3 separate regions of the Sus scrofa genome follow, and regions 2 and 3 are each linked to region 1. A link is a contact called in public Hi-C and promoter capture Hi-C data. All regions are on one chromosome and are shown on one strand. The core of a region is the stretch at or near the end of the contact, and the rest is flanking DNA. Distances in the headings are between cores, read along the strand shown. Region 1 holds the start of TAF2 (transcription initiation factor TFIID subunit 2). Region 2 has its middle 36 kb from the start of MAL2. Region 3 has its middle 36 kb from the start of NOV.

Evidence for each region. Promoter capture Hi-C pulls out the DNA fragments that hold promoters and counts their contacts. A called contact is a pair of places that touch in the nucleus more often than the background predicts.
Region 2: a Hi-C map of omental adipose tissue shows a contact between it and region 1, with 6 times the contacts expected there. The contact joins the enhancer-like site here to the promoter of TAF2 in region 1. A contact is called at or near these places in 3 of 5 promoter capture datasets (fetal liver, fetal skeletal muscle and liver) and 6 of 47 Hi-C or Micro-C datasets (embryonic fibroblasts, fetal heart ventricle, mesenteric adipose tissue and 3 more).
Region 3: a promoter capture Hi-C map of fetal liver shows a contact between it and region 1, with 2.1 times the contacts expected there. The contact joins the enhancer-like site here to the promoter of TAF2 in region 1. A contact is called at or near these places in 2 of 5 promoter capture datasets (fetal liver and liver), 14 of 47 Hi-C or Micro-C datasets (alveolar macrophages, brain, embryonic fibroblasts and 8 more) and 1 of 2 datasets of contacts at active chromatin or transcription factors (skeletal muscle).

The regions. Positions count from the first base shown.
Region 1 is chr4:19,178,652-19,181,614 of Sscrofa11.1, forward strand. TAF2 (transcription initiation factor TFIID subunit 2) reads left to right here and starts at 1,564. Exons shown (of 26, transcript XM_021090551.1): 1 at 1,564-1,950; 2 at 2,361-2,415. The coding sequence starts at 1,868. DEPTOR (DEP domain-containing mTOR-interacting protein) reads right to left here and starts at 1,480. Exons shown (of 12, transcript XM_021090558.1): 1 at 1,324-1,480; 2 at 884-933. It overlaps DSCC1 (sister chromatid cohesion protein DCC1), which reads left to right. Exons shown (of 9, transcript XM_021090559.1): 9 at 1-1,351.
Region 2 is chr4:19,580,303-19,583,265 of Sscrofa11.1, forward strand. No RefSeq gene overlaps it. Among named protein-coding and RNA genes, the nearest start is that of MAL2, 36 kb to the right of the region's middle. Within about 2 kb of position 1,484, at least 4 of the 83 cell types and tissues checked have an H3K27ac peak or open chromatin away from gene starts, as enhancers often do. A contact at or near this core is called in fetal skeletal muscle and omental adipose tissue, where this site is marked.
Region 3 is chr4:19,476,988-19,479,950 of Sscrofa11.1, forward strand. No RefSeq gene overlaps it. Among named protein-coding and RNA genes, the nearest start is that of NOV, 36 kb to the right of the region's middle. Within about 2 kb of position 1,489, at least 2 of the 83 cell types and tissues checked have an H3K27ac peak or open chromatin away from gene starts, as enhancers often do. A contact at or near this core is called in fetal liver, where this site is marked.

The DNA.
Region 1 (2,963 bases), core at 314-2,813:
AAAAATGTAGTGCTCGAGGCATTTTTCTTCTCATCTTAAGCATTTTGAAACTATTGCTCTCCTTTTTTCTTAAATGTAATAGGATATTTTGTATCTTTCCAATTGTTTATATTTTGTATACAGTGTAAACCAGGATAAAAGAAAATTATTTCCTATATTTAGTATATCTCAGTCTGTATGGGTTTATTTATTAGAATGATAATTTTGCTTTTTTATATTTAAAATTGCATTTCTCTAAGATTTGGCATTCTAATTAATAATAAATTTAAAAGTTTTCAAAGAACTGAGTAGTAACAGTTTCCTAGAAGAGAATTATTCACTTAAATATCATTTCTCAAGAGAGTTCCCCTCTACTTTTAACCTTCCACCAAAACAGGAAGTCACATGATGCTATCAGTTATCTAAATTAGTTGTTTGTATTGATGAAATTGGCTTGACAATTGCTCCTGTTCACCTGGCTGATGTAGATGTGCTCTTTGGGAGGAAAGTTTGTATACTACCTTTCTGCTTCTTTTTCTCTCATTCTTTCCTTAACCCAATGACATCTCTTTAATCCAGTTGGAGAAAAAGCATCTATCTCTCTAAATATTCTTCATCTTCCATGCAAAATGGTATTAAAGTTTATAATTCAAGAAGACCCAGTTAAAAAAAATTATTTGAGTATAGTTGCCTTATAAGAAGACACATTTTAATACTAATCTATGTAAAAAATACTAACTGTAGTTTATAATCTTATAATAAAGGATACTCACACAGGTAATACTCACTAAAAAACTACAAGTAATTCTTAGCTGGTTCTGGAATGCCTGATAAAGTTCCTTTACATCTTTATTTTCCTAGTATGTTTTCATTTAGACCAAAATTCAAATTAATTTTAATTTACCTAATGAACTTGTTCCCAGGACAGCTGGAAGGGGTAGACCAGGGTTTAATCTGTTCCACAAGTTTAAAAAAAAATGTTGAGGAGTTATCCACAACTAGCTAAAATTTAACTGTTATTGGAACTTAACAGCTGTACAAACATGAAATGCAAATACGATGGCTTCAAAATATTTGTCCGTTCAAAAAATTCTTCTGCATCTATATAATCCACTTGTTTTTTTAATAAATGCTGAGGCAGCAGTGCCTAGTAAACACTCTGGAATTTGAGTTAAGACTACTTGGTCTAATCAAGTATTTTACAGCTTAAATTACGGAGGCCCAGGAGTTAACAGTGTCTGTTCACACAGCAAACCACAGGCACATCTCTCCTCCTGGTTTCCTATCCCCCTCCCACCCCAACCCTGCCCCGGTTATTAGCTCCCAGCCCGACTCTTCACAAACCTTGTCCCCATACTTTACAGTACGCTTATGCTACGTCTTTTGTCTTATAAAATTCAGTGTTTCCTCCTTTCCTTCCTGCTCTTCTTCCCCCCGCCCCCACCAAATCTCTGACTCGCTTTTTTCAACAGTTTTCACCCACAGTTAACTCACGGAAATGGAAACACAAACACGCTTGTACTCCGGCGTAAGCCCCGCCCACTAACAAAACTTCCGGCCCGGTCCTCACCTCCGTCCCACTTCCGCTGACGTCGAAGTTCAGAGGTGACAAGATGTCGGCTGATCCGCACCGTGGGTGGTTTCTGTGAGGAGCGTCTCCGCGGCAGAAGCTTAGCAGAGACTCCTGAAGGACCCCTGATCGCTGGAGCAAGTTGGAGGCGTCGGCGGCAGAGGATCGGGCAGGGCCGGGCGTGGGTGCCTAGGGAGCCCCGGCAGTAGGGCATGGCTTTTGGGAGCGTGGGGAAGCGGCGAGTGTCAGGTCCCGCAGACCGGTAATGTTCCACCGCACCCTGGGAAGCCGGGAAGCCGAGCTCCGCAGGATCCCTTCATGCCGCCGACTGGTTTGGAGCCCGCCAGAATGAACAGGAAGAAAGGAGACAAGGGCTTTGAAAGCCCAAGGCCATATAAGCTATAAGTATTTTTTCATTCCCTTTTCTTCTTTTGGTTTTCATTATATTTTGTGATTGCTTGAAACTGACCTAGTGGGCCTGGGAAACCTTGCGGGAAGCAAGAAGCCACTCACGGTGATGGAAATGGTGTTTGTAGGGCGAAAATGTTTTGATAGTGTGATTCAGCAGATTTATTGCCCTTTTCAGGTTAATAAACCTTTTTCTTAAAGTGCTAAGCTGCATTTTTGTCTAACGAAATTTGTTTTCGGGTCTGTTGGCAAATTTAAAAAGAGCAAGTTAACCCAATTTCTGGGATTTTAACATGTAAGTTAAGTGTGCTTTAGAGCTGCTTAGAACATAGTTCTTGTTTATAATTGGATAGAATTGTGCACTATTTAATAATCGAAATATTTTCTTTGTTTTTCAATATACAACCCATCAGGTCGTCTGCATCAACAACATAAACTTCCAGAGAAAATCTGTTGTGGTAAGTGTATTCTTAACAATTGTAAGCAAAAACAAGTCCATCCTTTACAGTATACTTAAGGAACTTTCCTTTCCAGGTAACTGTATTTTGAGAATAAGAATTAGAATTAGGATCTGTGTGCCTCCAAGGGCCATGGCTTTGTTAGTGTTCTGGCTGCCTCCTCAATTCTTTTTTTTTTTTCCTCCTCCCTATTTCCTAATTACAGTTTTACTTGTTTTAATCCGTTGTTCAATATAAGTCTGTATCACCAAACATTTTAAAATTGTGTATGAAACAAGAATAAGTCCACAGTGAGTTTTCTACGAGAAAATTAATTAAGGTAAAGACACACAGTGACTCATTAACTTGGCTTTTAAGGGCCCCTTTTATTTCTTGGTTCTTGGCTGACTTTGTTTAGGTGGCATTGGTTTGTAGTAAAGTTTTAAGTAATGTTTTTGAAATCTAGTAACCATCCCCCCCTTTCAATGTAGATATATGGATTGCTGATATATCCATTCTACAAGACTCCTTGATAACCCAAGTAATTAATTTCCTCTCAGGGGGAATCT
Region 2 (2,963 bases), core at 234-2,733, 400 kb after region 1:
CTTTTCTTCAATTACTGCTGATGTCATAAAGCAACCCAGGTCCTTTTCCCCTGAACCTGAAACTGCCTTTAACCTTTGGCTCACCACATCTGAGCAGTAGTGCAAGACTTGTCTTCTTTAAGTTAAACCTTCCTCTGTTGATTTTACTCAGGAAAACTCCCTGTTGGGAAAACCATGGGAAGACACTTTTCATATGCAAATAAGATCATCATTCAATAAAAATGGTCTAATTTAGTAGAGACGAACATGTTAAATATTATCCATCCTCCCATGGGGTTTCTTAGGAATCAAATCATTTCCCTTTGGTTTATAAACTCAAATGGATTTGAAGGCAAATGTAATCTGGAAGGTTCTGTTTCATTTACATTTAGCTCATTACCATGGTATTCTTTTACAATGGTTTGAAGTTTAAGAAAACTCTTGAGACTTATTTATTAAAAAAAAACACAACTACTTAACTTTTAAAAACACTTTTAGCTTTTTGTTCTTAAGAACAGGAAATTATGGTCTTTATAAATTCAAATAAACAACAAAGCTTGATGCCGGAGTTCAGTTTGCAACATAAAAAGTGATGGTGCTTGTGTAAGTTTCAAACTAGGCAAATAGATTCACACATCCACACTCTAATGAGAAAATCTGACTTTGGTAAAATGAGCAATGGTGTCTTCTACCGAGAGTAGAAAACTACAGCGTTTATCAAGATGCAAGAGTTTCACTCTGCATATTTCCCCGCTTCACCTCAGTTCAGTGAGTTATTGAATTTCAGAGATTCCAGAAATACCAGACCTTCAGAAGAAAAGTATCAAGTCATAAACCGACAGTGTTTGAAGAGACTTTATAAAAGGTTATTTTATTGGTTGAGACATTCAGGGTTGCAAATGGCAGGTAATCCACCCAGACTGGTTTTAAACAAAAGAAGAAATTAATTGGTTGATGAGACTGAAAAAGCCAGAGGGAAAGGGGGTTTCAGGCAGCGGTGAATTTAGAGACTCCAACGATGGCTTCAGAATTCTGTGTCCTTCCACCTCCAAGCTGTGGCTTCCTCTCTCTTGGCTTCATGTGATAGCAAGGTGGCTTTAAGTAGCTTGAAGCGACATGATCCTAGGCTCCACTGAGGTCCAATGGGGAATTACAAAGACACACATATTCCCCTTTCTCAGTAGTTGTCTGAAAACTCCCCAGATCTCTGACTGGGTCAGCAATTCCTTTCTGAGCCAGTCACTGTGCTTGAAGATTGTGCTTCTCTGATTAGCCTGTTCCAGTTGTTTGTGATCTGTGGAACTAGGGATCTGAGTGAATTTTGCTTGAACTACAGGGATGGAAACCGGGAGGTGAGAGTCCAGAGGAAAACTAGATAGTCAAATAAACTATCCAACAAACAAACAGAGCCAAATAAAAATATCCCCCATCGAACCTCCTATCCCCATGCATCTGATGTTTGAATCCCGTGAACTGGGAAGGTGGAGTAGCAGCCTGGATCAAAGTCCTCCCCTGGGTGATGGGGCCAAGTCCCTTCACTTCCCCGCACCTCAGTATCCTGTTTCTAAAAGGAGGGGATTGAACTAGATGCTCTCTCTGAATTTTCTTCCAGCTCTGAAATGGTAATGACCCCCAAGCTTGCCAAATGAGAATGGGAAGATTCTTCTAGCCTAGGATTTCATGGAAAAGAAAACGGAAGCAGGCCCAGGTGCAGGACAGAAAAGGGAGCCAGCAGACCCTGGGCCATAGAACAAAGGAAGCAAAGAGAATGCCCAGGGGAGCAGGGTCAACTCCAGGACAAGACATCTCTCTGTAAGCTCAGGAGCACCCTCCAGGCCCCGCTAAGTACTCTGGGAGCGAGCGCACTCGAGCAGTGGTGATAGTTGCCATAGAGAGGGATAAATAGACTGTTGTTTAGTGCAATAACTTGCTATCTGCCAGAAAGTTTCACACTCAAAATAAATATTATATATGGCTCTCATCAGCAGTGCCTAATACGGAAAGGAAAAAAATATGTATATTTTTGGAAGTGTTTTAATGAAGTGCTATAATTCTAGATGTACATAATTTCTCAAATAAAATCCTTGATGTCATATGTGTTTTGGAACCCAATTTAAAAAAAAAATTTAAAAAGCAAACACAGAATGTGTGCCATATATTATGTTACCAAAAGTGGGATAGAGTGCAGCACCTTATAATCATCTATATCAATATTTCTGCAGTAAAACATATCATCAATGTTCACACTGAGAGATAAATAATGAATAACAATAGTTTCCCATTAGGTCAAGTCATATTAAAAAAATACAGAGGTTTTTTTTACATTTCAGAGTTATGGATAACAAACTACAAATAACCAGAGCTGATTGAGATCACTTTGGATAAGATAAAGAGGTGGAATCAGGAATATTAATGAATAAATCAAATTTTTTTTCCTTTATTAACATCAAGGACATAAAAGTTACATCATTTTCTTTTTCTTCTGTGCCTAGTCTCCAGGAAGCATTCAATAACTATTTGTGAAATAAATACTTGCCATTTTTGGACCCTTGGCCGTGTTCTGACCATTGCCCCAACCTCTCTACTGAATGAGCCACATCAAGGCCATGCCCTTACAGCACTGGACAAGCTGATCAATTTCCCTGGGTCTTCCTTTCATCGACTTGTGTCCAGCCATATTGTATCTAAATCTCTGGCTAGTCCTCCTCAATTTCTTTCTTGGGCTATTTTTCTTCCACCCATCCTTATGTGTTGGTATTTCTCTTCCTTTTTTTCTTCTGCATGTTTCTCAACGTTGAGCTAACAGATCATGTAAGTAAGGCATCACCTACCGCTTGGATGCTCATATCTCCAAAACTGTGTCTCTAGCATATATGGTTCTTCTGAGATCAGAACCTTCAGTTGAGAAGGCATTTCTAAATTCAAATGTGCTAATGAGTTTCAGTAGAAACTCTGCACCCCTCCCAGATCCTCAACACACACAA
Region 3 (2,963 bases), core at 239-2,738, 300 kb after region 1:
ACCACAGCTTGTGGCAACGCCCAGATCCTTAACCCACCGAGCGAGGCCAGGGATTGAACCCAAGTTCTCATGGATACTAGTTGGGTTCTTAATCCACTGAGCCACACGGGAACCCCCGGGATTATTATATGTTATTATGGAAATTTTTTTTGGTCAATTAAAGTGTTACTTCATTTTTATGTATTCATTTATATATATATATATATATATATATTTTTTTTTTTTTTTTTGGCTGTGGCAGGCATCAGCTTGATGTGTGATCTCACTGAACCCAGGCCACAATGGTGAAAGCACCAAGTCTTAAACACTAGACCCCCAGGGAACTCCCCTAAAGTGTTACTTTAAAGCATTTTCTGGGTAAAAATAAAGGACATCTATGGGATGGGTACAGCCTATGGGAAATCATGGTGTGACTTCCAAGGGGAGACAGATAATGAGGATTAGTGATCGTAAAGCAATTTGATGGGTATTATGACAAGGGAGGTCTGGGGGCTTTGCAAGCAGAGACAAGACACTCATCTAGATAAAGGGAGTCAGAATCAACTTTCTGGAGGAGGTGACGTGTATAAACTGTGTCTTCACAGTCCTGGCTTTTAGAGGGAGGTGCAGAGTGGGAGTTCTTGGGCGCACGGCCAGAGGCAGGGATGTGTGTAAAGTAGGATTTGCTGGGATAACTGCAAGTGATTTACTTTTTTTGTGTGTGTGTCTTTTTTCAGGGCTGCATCTGCTGCATCTGGAAGTTCTCAGCCTAGGAGTCAAATCAGAGCTGCCCCTGCTGGCCTACACCACAGCCACAGCAATGCCAGATCTTAGTCGTGTCTGAAACCTACACCACGCACCCACTGAGCCAGGTCAGGGGTCAAAACCGCATTGTCATGGATACCAGGCAGGTTCTGAACCCACTGAGCCACAGTGGGACCTCCCGGAAGTGACTTAGAGGGACTGAAGCACTGCACAGGCATTAGAGGGTCTTGAGGGAGGAAGCTTGAGAAATAAGTTGCCAGATCACAAAGAGCCTTGAGCATCTGGCTGAGGATATTGCATTTTAGTCTACGTTTTTGGGTAAGGTTAACTAGAGAATTCCCATTATCAGACTTGAAGCTTATATACACTATACTGATGGGAAAAGGACAAAGGGCTAGTTTTGTGTTTCCTTAGAGGCTCTTTCATTGATCTGGGTGAGAGAGAATGAGTGTCTGAATTATACCAGTGGCAAGAGACATTTAGAAGAGAGATCCAAGCAATATTAGCCTCGAAGGGACTTGATGAGAAAAGTGAAGAAGAGTGATGTGTCCCCAGGTTTCTGGCTTGGGGCACTGAGCTGATGGTGCCCCCAAATGAAGGGACAGGGTGCAGGAGGAGTAGGTTTTGGGCTTGAAGCTAAGGAGCTTAGTTTTGGACAGGCTGAGTTTGGGGTGAACAGGCAGAAGCTTACTGAGCATTTTATCTAGAGAACTGGGGCTTAGCAGTGAGCTCCTGGCACATGATAAAGATGTGGGTTTCTCGGCACCATTTGCTGATAAAGGCAGGGAAGTGAGTGCATGTGATCTGCCTAAGGAGGGAGGGTTGAAACCTGGTGAGCACCTCCACAAGGGAAGCTAGGTCAAAGTGGAGGCATCTAAAAGGAGCAGTCATAGAGGTTGCAGGAAAACCAGGAGTGAGACCCTGCTAATGGGCCACAGAGACTCAGGGAGGAAGAGGGCTGCAGGGCCAAATGCTGCTGAAAAGGCTAATATACTGAGATTGGGAAATATTTGCCTATCGGACTTAGTATCAGGATGGACATAGTTGATCTTGGCAATGGCAACGTAAGGGATGGAGGGAGAAGAACCTGGCTGAAAACTGAGGAAAGTCAATGGAATTTAACACTGGAAACGGTGGGCATTGAATATTCTTTTTTCAAGTAGTTTGGCTATAAAGGGAATGAGAGGTAGAAGGTGATATAGAAAGAACTGTATATGGTGAAGGGAGTAATTTTTAGACCTGAAAGAAGCTTAGAAATGCTTGTGTGTTAAGCATTTACACACAAAAAAGCTGATACAAATGGGGCGGGGGGACTCAGCTGCTGAGCAGAGTGGTCCAGGATGGGTGACCAGGTGGTCCTGCTACGATGTTTCATCCTCAGTCTATCGTCCCTCTTGTGCTTTGGTCATCTTGCTTTGTGCTTTTCTCTCAGCCTCTGTTTCTCGCCTTCTTTGGTTCTCATGACACATTTGCTGGTATCGTCAGGCAATTTCTCTGGTTGTGGGGGTGTCTAGGAGTCCAGGCAGACACCGCTCTATATTTCCATACACCGGACCGATCCTTATAAACGAAGAACAAACAGAATTTACATCAAGTGAATCTGTAGACCTTTTAATAAAAGAATATTAAGAACTTTCTATTTTTCCAGAGACATAAAGTCAATAAATACAGTTAGAGATCCAGTCATAGTTTACCGATTACCTGGCAAGGGGAGCCTGAAACATGCTCCCTGGCTGCCATTCTTACTTTAATTAAATTGCAAATTGAAGTGTAAATTCTAGGTCCCATTTTTCTAAGTGGCTGGGTTCGCTCAAGGAAGAAGAAAGCAGAGAAGCACATGATTTGGTCAGGGATTGAGAGCTGATTCACTGACTTCCATCATGATTTAAAAAATTCTTTTCCCCTTTTTACGGCCGCTTTCACAGTATATGAAAGTTCCCAGGCCAGGCACTGAATCAGCCACAGCTGTGACCTGCACTGCAGCTGCAGCAATCTCAGCTCTTTTAACCCACTGCACCAGGCCAGGGATTGCAAACCCACACCTCCACAGAGACCCAAGCCACTGCAGTCAGATTCTTAACCCACTGTGCCACAGCGGGAACTCCTCCATCATCATTATTATTATTATTATTATTATTATTATTATTATTTTGGCTCTTTTTGTATTTTTCTAGGGCCACACTCGTGGCATATGGCGGTTCCCAGGCCAGGGGTCTAAT